Regions from separate parts of the Zea mays genome. Here region 2 is linked to region 1. The links are chromatin contacts, called in public Hi-C maps. All regions are on one chromosome and are shown on one strand. The core of a region is the stretch at or near the end of the contact, and the rest is flanking DNA. Distances in the headings are between cores, read along the strand shown. Region 1 holds the start of LOC100273869 (Eukaryotic aspartyl protease family protein). Region 2 has its middle 12 kb from the start of LOC100274602.

Region 1 (4,038 bases), core at 549-3,048:
GCATGATGGCCGCTCACTCAGTGTCTCCGTGACTGGGAAAGGGCCGGGGCGGGGCGGCAAGACGTTGATGAATGGATCTGCTTGGTCCCCGATCGAGAAACGAAAGCGACGATCCGCCGATCGCCATAGCTCCGGCGCATGGCAAGCGCAACGCAATCGTCGTCCACCCACAAACCGCCCCCCAATCTCAAGAGCCCAGTGCTGCTACAGTGCCCCGTCTATCCTGCCGCGGCGATAGGGCGGGCGGCAAAGCTGTGGCGCATTGAACGCGCGCCCTCGATGCCCACCCCGCGCTGCTTCGCCGTTGCCGGCGGCACGGCCTGCCTGGCTTTACAACCTCTCCCCCCCGAGATCTCCCGACTCACTCACCCACCAACCAACAAGGCAGCCACTAATTGCAGGCTGCTGCTGCGGGCAGCTGCTGTTGCCTCTTGCATCTCATCAATGCCAGGACCGAATTAACCACGCACGCCCCACACAGCCCCGCCCCCGCCCCCCCCCCCCCCCCCCCCCCCCCCCCCCCCCCCCCCCCAGATCGATGGGTCGACGGAGGACCGCCATTAACGCGCGCAGAGGTTTTATATAGCGCACTACAAGTAAAGCACGGGTTAATGCTCTCCACCACGCACGGGTTTATGTTACGAGGGGATGGATGGATGGATGGAACGGGAGGAGCGTGTGGTGGCGGGGACTCACCGGTAGTCGTAGGCGCAGGGGCTGCCGGGGGTGGGGCAGGCCGCGAGCGAGAAGGGCAGGGACGCCGTGCAGGTGTCGGAGGAGCACGAGATGGGCGCCCACGTCCGGGACCTGTCCGGCCGGAACACGCGCGCGTGGGAGGATGCCGCCGGCGCGAGCGAGGAGGAGGAGGACGAGGAGCCGTTCGACGCTGGGGCGCTGTAGCCCGGGGCTGGCGCGTCGTGGCGGCGGCGGCGGCACTTCACCCAGGTCAGGTCGCTGCCGGTGTCGGCCACGAGCAGGAACGGCCGCGCTGGCGTGCCCACGCGGAAGCGCACGAAGTACTGGCCGGTGCCCGTGTATGCGCCCGACGAGAGCGGCATCGCGAAGGCCTCGTCCGCCGGCGGCGTGGCCTTCGCCCTCGCCTTGGGCTTGGCACCGGCGGCCGCCTCCGTGGCGCGGCGGCGACGAGCGTGCGAGGAGATGAACGCCGTGCGCTCCTGGTCCATGCGCGCCACCTCGTCCCAGGGCGCCTGCTCCCGGTGGATGAGCTCGAACTTCGCCGAGGGCTTGCTGCCTGCTGCTGCGCCGGCGGCGGCCAGGAACGCGGCCGCCAGCAGCGTCAGCGTCGTCGCCAGACGGCGGCCCGCCATCCGCGGGGACGCCGCGTTTCGGCTTCCTGACGGCGCAGCAAGCTGGCTTAAGCTGTTCCGCCAACACAACGCGGTGACGGGGGCGCCGGCGATCGGCGGCGATGGGCCACGCCGCGGGCGGCGCCAATGCGCGCGCTCCTTGAAGCTCTCCTCAGGCAAGACGAGCCGCCATTGCGAACGCCGCTGCTGCCTGCTGCGGTGGGTAATGGTGGGTGTTGATTGCGCTCGCGTTTCGGGCTGCGTGTGTGCGCGGCCTCGGAGTGCGTATTTATCTTGCGAGCGCGGAGGCGGTTTACTTGTTTATTTACTGGGATGGGAGTATAGTAGTATTCACGGGTGGCTTTAGGTTAGTTTAGGTGGCTCTGCTGCGCAAGGGCAGGGCGCAGCCTTGCGGAGCGCGCGGGCGGGCGGGCGGGCGGGCCAGCACCTGCCGCGCTTGGCGCTGTTGGCGTGGCTGCTTCTGTGGCTCGTGGCCAGTCTCGTGCTCTCATCTCATGGTCATGGACACGGGGTGGAGAGAGACAGAGAGATGGTGCTGGGCTGTGGGTGGGTGGTGACGCGCTGCGCTTCGTGCGGCGCCTTGTGCTTGTGCGCGCCCTGCTGGCCGCCGGTCGCGGCAGGTGCTCTCGCCGCGGGTCAAAGCGTCCCTCGCTGCGCCGGATTTCGGTTGGATTCCCTCGTCCCTCTCCGTTTACACGGACGCATACGCCGCGTCGCGTGTGTAGGCTAGGCCGTAGGGACCGCCGCCTGAAAGGCTCATCGCCTTTCCGCACAGGGCTCCAGTCCAGATCGCACAGGGCTTTGGTTGTTACCGTGAGTGAGGTAACCACGCAACAAAGCTGTACGTGCACACCGCGCGTGCGTTCTGATTTCTGACAATAGTGTTTTGGCTGTCGTCTGACTACGCACCAACCGGTGTAATGACAAGGAACAACAACAAATAAGCACGGCACATGTGTTGAGGATGTCTGCAGCAGTATATCCAAAGTTGATCTAAAAAATATTCTGCACTGTTCGTAGAGTGGAGTTTAAATACGGATATGAAATATGTAAGCTGCTGGAGATAGCTTAAGGTGTACTCCCTCTGGTGTCCTATTAGTTGTCGTTTTGGAAAAGCTTCAAATCAAACTTACAAAATGTTGACTACATATAACTATTTTATTATTTAGTTTTGAAATCTAATATTTATATGCAACGATGTATCTTAAAAAGTACTTTTTATATTAGTATAAATGCATTAGGGTTTGTTTGGGTAATCTTGAATTGGAGTGAATTGAGGTGGTATAAGGTGTATTGAAGTGTAATATGAACTAATTTCCCTTTCAATCCCTAAAATACACTTCAATCCATTTCAATCCCTCTTTATCCAAACAAAGCCTTAAGAGTTTATTTGTATTTTGTCAAAAAAAGACATTGGTCAAAATTATATTTTAGAGACCATGACATTGTTCTAAACGACAACTAATAGGACACCGGAGGAAAAAGAGTATATAATGCATATATGATGAAAATCCGATAAAACCATAGTTTTACAAATTTCTGTGGGTTTCATGGGTGAATGTGCGTCCACTGCCTTTTACCTAGCTTTGCCCTCTCCACGGAAGGCAGGGCCGACAGTACGAGCAACTGATTGGTTCGAACCACTATTGTTTCAGATCAAGCTGCTAAGTAACTTGTGACAGTAGATTATATGCGCAAAAAGAAATCGCAACCTCTAAGAACGTCGACAGATTTTAAAAGTAAATGTCAATTAATAATGCTCTATACATACAAAGGAATTCATGTGTTAGAGTCAATTGACGGTCGTGGTTGTGGCCCACGAGCTTAAGTTAAGTTCGTGGGTACCCACGTTCTCAATTTTCATAGCTCTGACGATTAGGGTCCTGACCCACGAACTTTCATTAAGTTCGTGGGTACCCACGTTCTTATACACCGACCCACGAATTTAACTCAAATAAGGTTGTCGTCATTGGGGTTTTTAATTTGACCCACGAATATTTATCTGTTTTTTCTGTATGCTAGCTGCATACGTTTATGTGACCTTGTCAACTAAAATTATGTAGTTGATCTCTACCTAGTCTTGCACCTTAGAATCTTAACTAGGTATGTGCCCGTCAGCCCGTGCGTTGCCATGAGGCAGGTGAGCGTGAGGGGCGATGCCTAGGCTACAAATATAATTATTCTTTATTTCTAAACACTAAGTTATATGTGGTATGGTGGATAACCCCAAATTTTTAGAGCAGAGGGATGTGTGCTCGCTTTGCTCTATTTTTTGAGGGCGCTGGGTGTGGAGGGAGTGAAGTTGTGGTAACACGGTGCCCACATTAAGTTCTTAATAGAGCAGTATATATTAAAATATTTATAAGATGTTTATGATAAATTGAGGAGTGTAGCCTTGGTTAGATCATTTATTTTTTTCTGCAATTGTTTGGCTAGTCGGGTGCGTTTAAGTTTGAGAAAAAAAAGATTGTTTATCCCTTCCTAGCCCTTCGTTAGATCCTATCATACTTTTACTATATCGTCTTGTAATAACGATCCATAATCCTTTGTTAAACTCGGTACATGTACTGGTGCTAGCGTATATGTTTTCTCACGGTGGCTTACCGGCAGGGCAGTGTCTTCGCCTCACCCTTGTTTGGATTGGTTGGATGCAATAAATCAGGCGCTTAACGCAGACGTAGGTTAGCACGCATTGCAATTTGAAGGGTAT
Region 2 (4,238 bases), core at 1,598-4,097, 130 kb after region 1:
TGGAAGGTCACTAGGACGTCGCAGTCGGATGAACCGCTGCCCACTTGGCAGGCCACCAGACACAGGGAGCCTGTCTCAATGTCATACACACCCTCTGCGGAGATGCGTTGCAACCGAGGGGGCATCTCCGGCGGCGAGAAATTCGCATGCTTCACAGATGCAACCTGGTATTCGAAACCGTAGCTGACATTCAACAGCCTCTGCTTGTTCAGCTCTGCTGCTCCATGCAGAGAGAAAGCCGAGTCAGCCATCAACTCGTCCCCTTCAACCAAGGCGGAGCCAATGGTGACCGCCCAGGCATACCCGGGCAATACTTGTTTCTCCAGGAAGAACTGAAAATTGAAGTCCCTGTACGAGTAGTTACCCGGGAACCTGCCCCTGCGCTCCTTGCTCAACGCCGGGATGGAGTCGTAGTGCCTCTTGGCCTCCTCCACCAGTGTGTAGTTGTAGCTGATGCCGGAGAGGATGCCCCTGTAGCTCCCGGTTCTCGACACCGAGATCACGCCTGCGGTGTCTCCTCCGCTCGTGTTCCAGATCGTCCCCGTCACGACGCTCCGGCGGTCCCGGATCGACCATACGGCCGGGAACCAGAATCTGACCCCGATCCCGCACTCGCGGACTTGTAGGTCGGCACGAGCCCTGCCAGAGCCAGAACTCGCCACCCGGCACGCCCGCAAGCAGAGCTGGGTTCGCGACGGGTCCCATAGCCCGTCGGCGACGAGCGCCTCGTCTCCGACCACGAGAGTGCGCCTCCCCACTGCCGTGTAGTTGCTGTATGTGTATGGTGAGGCGACCGATTGGTTGGCGTAGAACACCATGTACGCGCGCACGGCACCGCCGGCGGCACAGCGTATCTGGTTGACGTACATAATCCCGTGGCGCGGCCGCAGCGGGAAGCTGCTGCTGCTGCTGCTAGCACCGTCGTGCTCGTTGGACCTGTACTCCAGGTTGTAGGAGCTTCGGAGCAGCGCCCTGAAGCGGTGGCACGTGCGGTGCCCCGCGCCGAGCACCTGTCCTACGGCACGCGCTGGGACGGGCGGCGCCGGGCAGGAGGCGGCCTCGGCCTCTCCGTACGCGTAGCCATCCTCGGCGTAGGCGACGAGGGCGATGGGACGGAAGTCGGCGCCCGCGACGCTGCCCGTGACGAAGGGCCGGGAGAGGTTGGACGGGTGCGGCAGGCGGAGGCGGAGCACGACGTCGGAGAGGACGACGACACCGAAGCCGTCTTCCTCGGCGTAGGAGCCGGAGCCGACCATGCAGAGTTCCGCGGTGGAAGCGGCGGCGGTGGAGGAGGAGGAGGAGGAGGAGGAGTAGTAGTAGCCGTCGAGGTCGAAAGACACGGAGTGGGGGCGGGCGCCGTCGCGGTCGCGGTCGCGGGTCCCCGCGAGGGTGAGCGTGGCGGAGAGGTGGGTAGCGGCGGGGTCGGAGGTGGCCCTGGCCGAGCCGCCGCGCGGGTAGAAGGTCAGAGCGCGGGTGTAGGGACGGTCGCGGGCGAAGCGGAGGTCGCGGCCGCCGGAGAAGTGGCCGGCGGTGATCGAAGGGAGAGACCGGTAGGCGCCGTGGGCCGGCGGTGATGGAAGGTCAGAGCGCGAGTGCTTGGCGATGGGGAGGTCGCGCGGGGGAGCGGAGCCGCAGAGCGTGGAGAAGGACGCGGCCTTGGCGGACGGAAGCAGCAGCAGGAGACGGAGGAGGGAGAGGAGAAGGAATTGATGGGCGGAGGAGGCGTCGGTCCTCTGAGGCCGCGCCATTGCTGGCAAGCAGAGGCAGCAAGACGGTGTGCTCTTAGAAATGCTGCGCGTGTGCCGGTTTTTAGCGAGCAGCGTTGAATTGATGGAGAGATTTTGATATTTGCCATGAGCAAGAAACAGGTTTGTAAAATTGTCATCAGGCCCACATTTCATATATCCAGCTGGACCCATAATTTATAGACACAGTGGTAATTATAACAGGAAGACAACATTGTGAGTGGCAAAAATCTAATTATCTAGAATTGATGCGGTCGTTTTTAGAAGGCGGGGCGGGAGGGAGACAATACCAAGGTTCGCGCGCGACGAGTCAATAGTCATCGACCGACTTGGTGGATACAGATCGTATCATGCAATGGATAGAACCTCCTGCTTCCTGCGTCGGGAGACCAAGACCTCAGTTACAAACAAGTTCAGTAAAACGTCAGTTTGTGCACGACCGGGCGGGTTAACTTTTGCAGAGTTTAATCGATAATGCTCCACTTCACAACGAAGATGCGCGACTGAAGTCGTCGGGAAAAAAAATGACATGCTCAGCATGGGCTGGGACTCAACTGTTGACAGGCTGAGAGTGCGCAATTGCTCTACATGTCTAAATAGTCCGTGCCTGTCGGACGGTACATGGCACACCACGCTTTTAGCCCGTCACAAACACAGCACGATCGTGATTAATTTTTGTAATTTTTCAGCGCATTTTTTATAAATATTAAAAGAAACTTTAATAGTTTACTTATAAAATAAATTTAGTTTAGTGGGCTAGAATGGTGTGGCTAGGCAATTTAAAGCCTCCAACCAGAGTTCAAATCCTTTCAAAGCTTGTTTTTAGTTTTTTTACTTATTTTTCTTCCCACTCCAGTTAAAGCACGGCGAGCCCTTGCCGACCGAAGGTGGACCCGTGCCGGGCTCAGCTCACCCATTTGGATAAGTATAGTCACCGCTATCCACCTCCCGTCTCCACGAAAAGACACCCGTTTGGACATGTATAATTTTTTTTTTGTTATTCTCCTTCCCACTTTGGTCAAAACACGATGGGTCTTAACGGGCTGCGGACCGGCCGGCACGACGTGGCTATATCCGTGCCTAACGGGCCAAAACGTGCTAGCCGAAGGTGGGCCCATGCTGGACCCGTCCCATCCGTTTGGACCTGCATAATCACCGCTATCCATCTCCAGTCTCCACGAAACAAGACACACGTTTCGAAAATCCAAAGGCACCTGGTGACGACCGACAAGTGGTTCCAGTTTTCTTCGGTCAGTATTTTATCTTTGAGACTTTGACCATGGGTGGGACAGCTAGAGCTAGCGCGGTAGAGGCGATGATAGCAGAAGCAGAGTAGCAAACCCAACGGTGAGGACAGGCAACAAAGCGAATCCAGGAGGAAGACATTCACAGACCACAAAGACCTTAGTTCGATTATTCTTGTACTATGTGAATTGGATGAGATTGGAAAAAATTATTATAGATTTTGATTTATTTGGGATTTGAAACCCACTCAATCTCACTCAATCCAAATGGATTAAGAGCAAAACGAACCAGACTTAGAATCCCAGATGGATGGATGGATGGATGGATGGCAGCAGCCAGCAGCAATCACGGCATCGACTGAAGAAAAACAAATTTCAGTCACCTGAGGGGACGGATGCTTATCACCCGAACTAACAGTTTCTGAGGGTTTTCTGATTGCAAACAACCAGTATGTAGAAAAGAAACACACAACGGCGCGGATGGCTCAATAGCGAGCGAGCTAGCTCCACCGGCAACATCCATCCTTGCCGGCTCTACACCAACACCACTGTTGCTCCGCCTCCGCCACCATCCGGCCGGCGCACCCGCCCCCATCTTTTGGCTGCTGCTGAGGACACAACGACCTACATGGCAGGCATAAGGTGACAAGGCTGGCGCCTGGCTGAGATTACCAAGAAGGGAACGAGGCAATGACGCAGGCGCGTTTGGATTCAGCCCGCGGACGCCTTGCCAAACTGGCCGGCCGGCTAAAATTCAGCCCCCGCGCGCGCTCCGATTCGGCCGCAGAGATGAAACGAAAATGAACTGCCGAGTTGGCGGCACTGGATGGAGCATGCATGCAAGCCGAATAGTAGCAGCAAACCAAACGCAGCCCTTTTCCAGCGTCAACGCTCCACGGCTGAAGTTTTGGCAGAGAGCACACCGGCTTCCAACAAAATCGCGCCAGCCTGACAGAGAGCATTATCCGGCTCCGATGTAAATGGCAGGAACAATGCAGACAATCATAAAACCGGCCGGCATGTTTGTACCTTATCGACTGACGACTGTACTGCTGGTCGCGTTATCAATCACCGTCACTCCTTACCTACCATATTGATCTAGTATACAGTCATTACTATTGAGCTAAAGCAGTGACGAATCTAGCTTAAAAAATACTGGGGCATTGAAATTAACTTCTCTATATGGTATAATATTTTTTTAAATTTAATATTGTTTTATTAAAGGATTCATAAATTTTATTGAGCTTAA

What was found. A called contact is a pair of places that touch in the nucleus more often than the background predicts.
Region 2: a contact with region 1 is called in a Hi-C map of leaf, with 5 times the contacts expected there. The contact joins the enhancer-like site here to the promoter of LOC100273869 in region 1. A contact is called at or near these places in 3 of 25 Hi-C or Micro-C datasets (bundle sheath and leaf).

The regions. Positions count from the first base shown.
Region 1 is chr3:214,475,485-214,479,522 of Zm-B73-REFERENCE-NAM-5.0, forward strand. It overlaps LOC100273869 (Eukaryotic aspartyl protease family protein), which reads right to left and starts at 1,799. Exons shown (of 2, transcript NM_001360478.1): 1 at 697-1,799. The coding sequence starts at 1,328.
Region 2 is chr3:214,605,979-214,610,216 of Zm-B73-REFERENCE-NAM-5.0, forward strand. No RefSeq gene overlaps it. Among protein-coding and RNA genes, the nearest start is that of LOC100274602, 12 kb to the right of the region's middle. Within about 2 kb of position 2,848, at least 14 of the 20 cell types and tissues checked have an H3K27ac peak or open chromatin away from gene starts, as enhancers often do. A contact at or near this core is called in leaf, where this site is marked.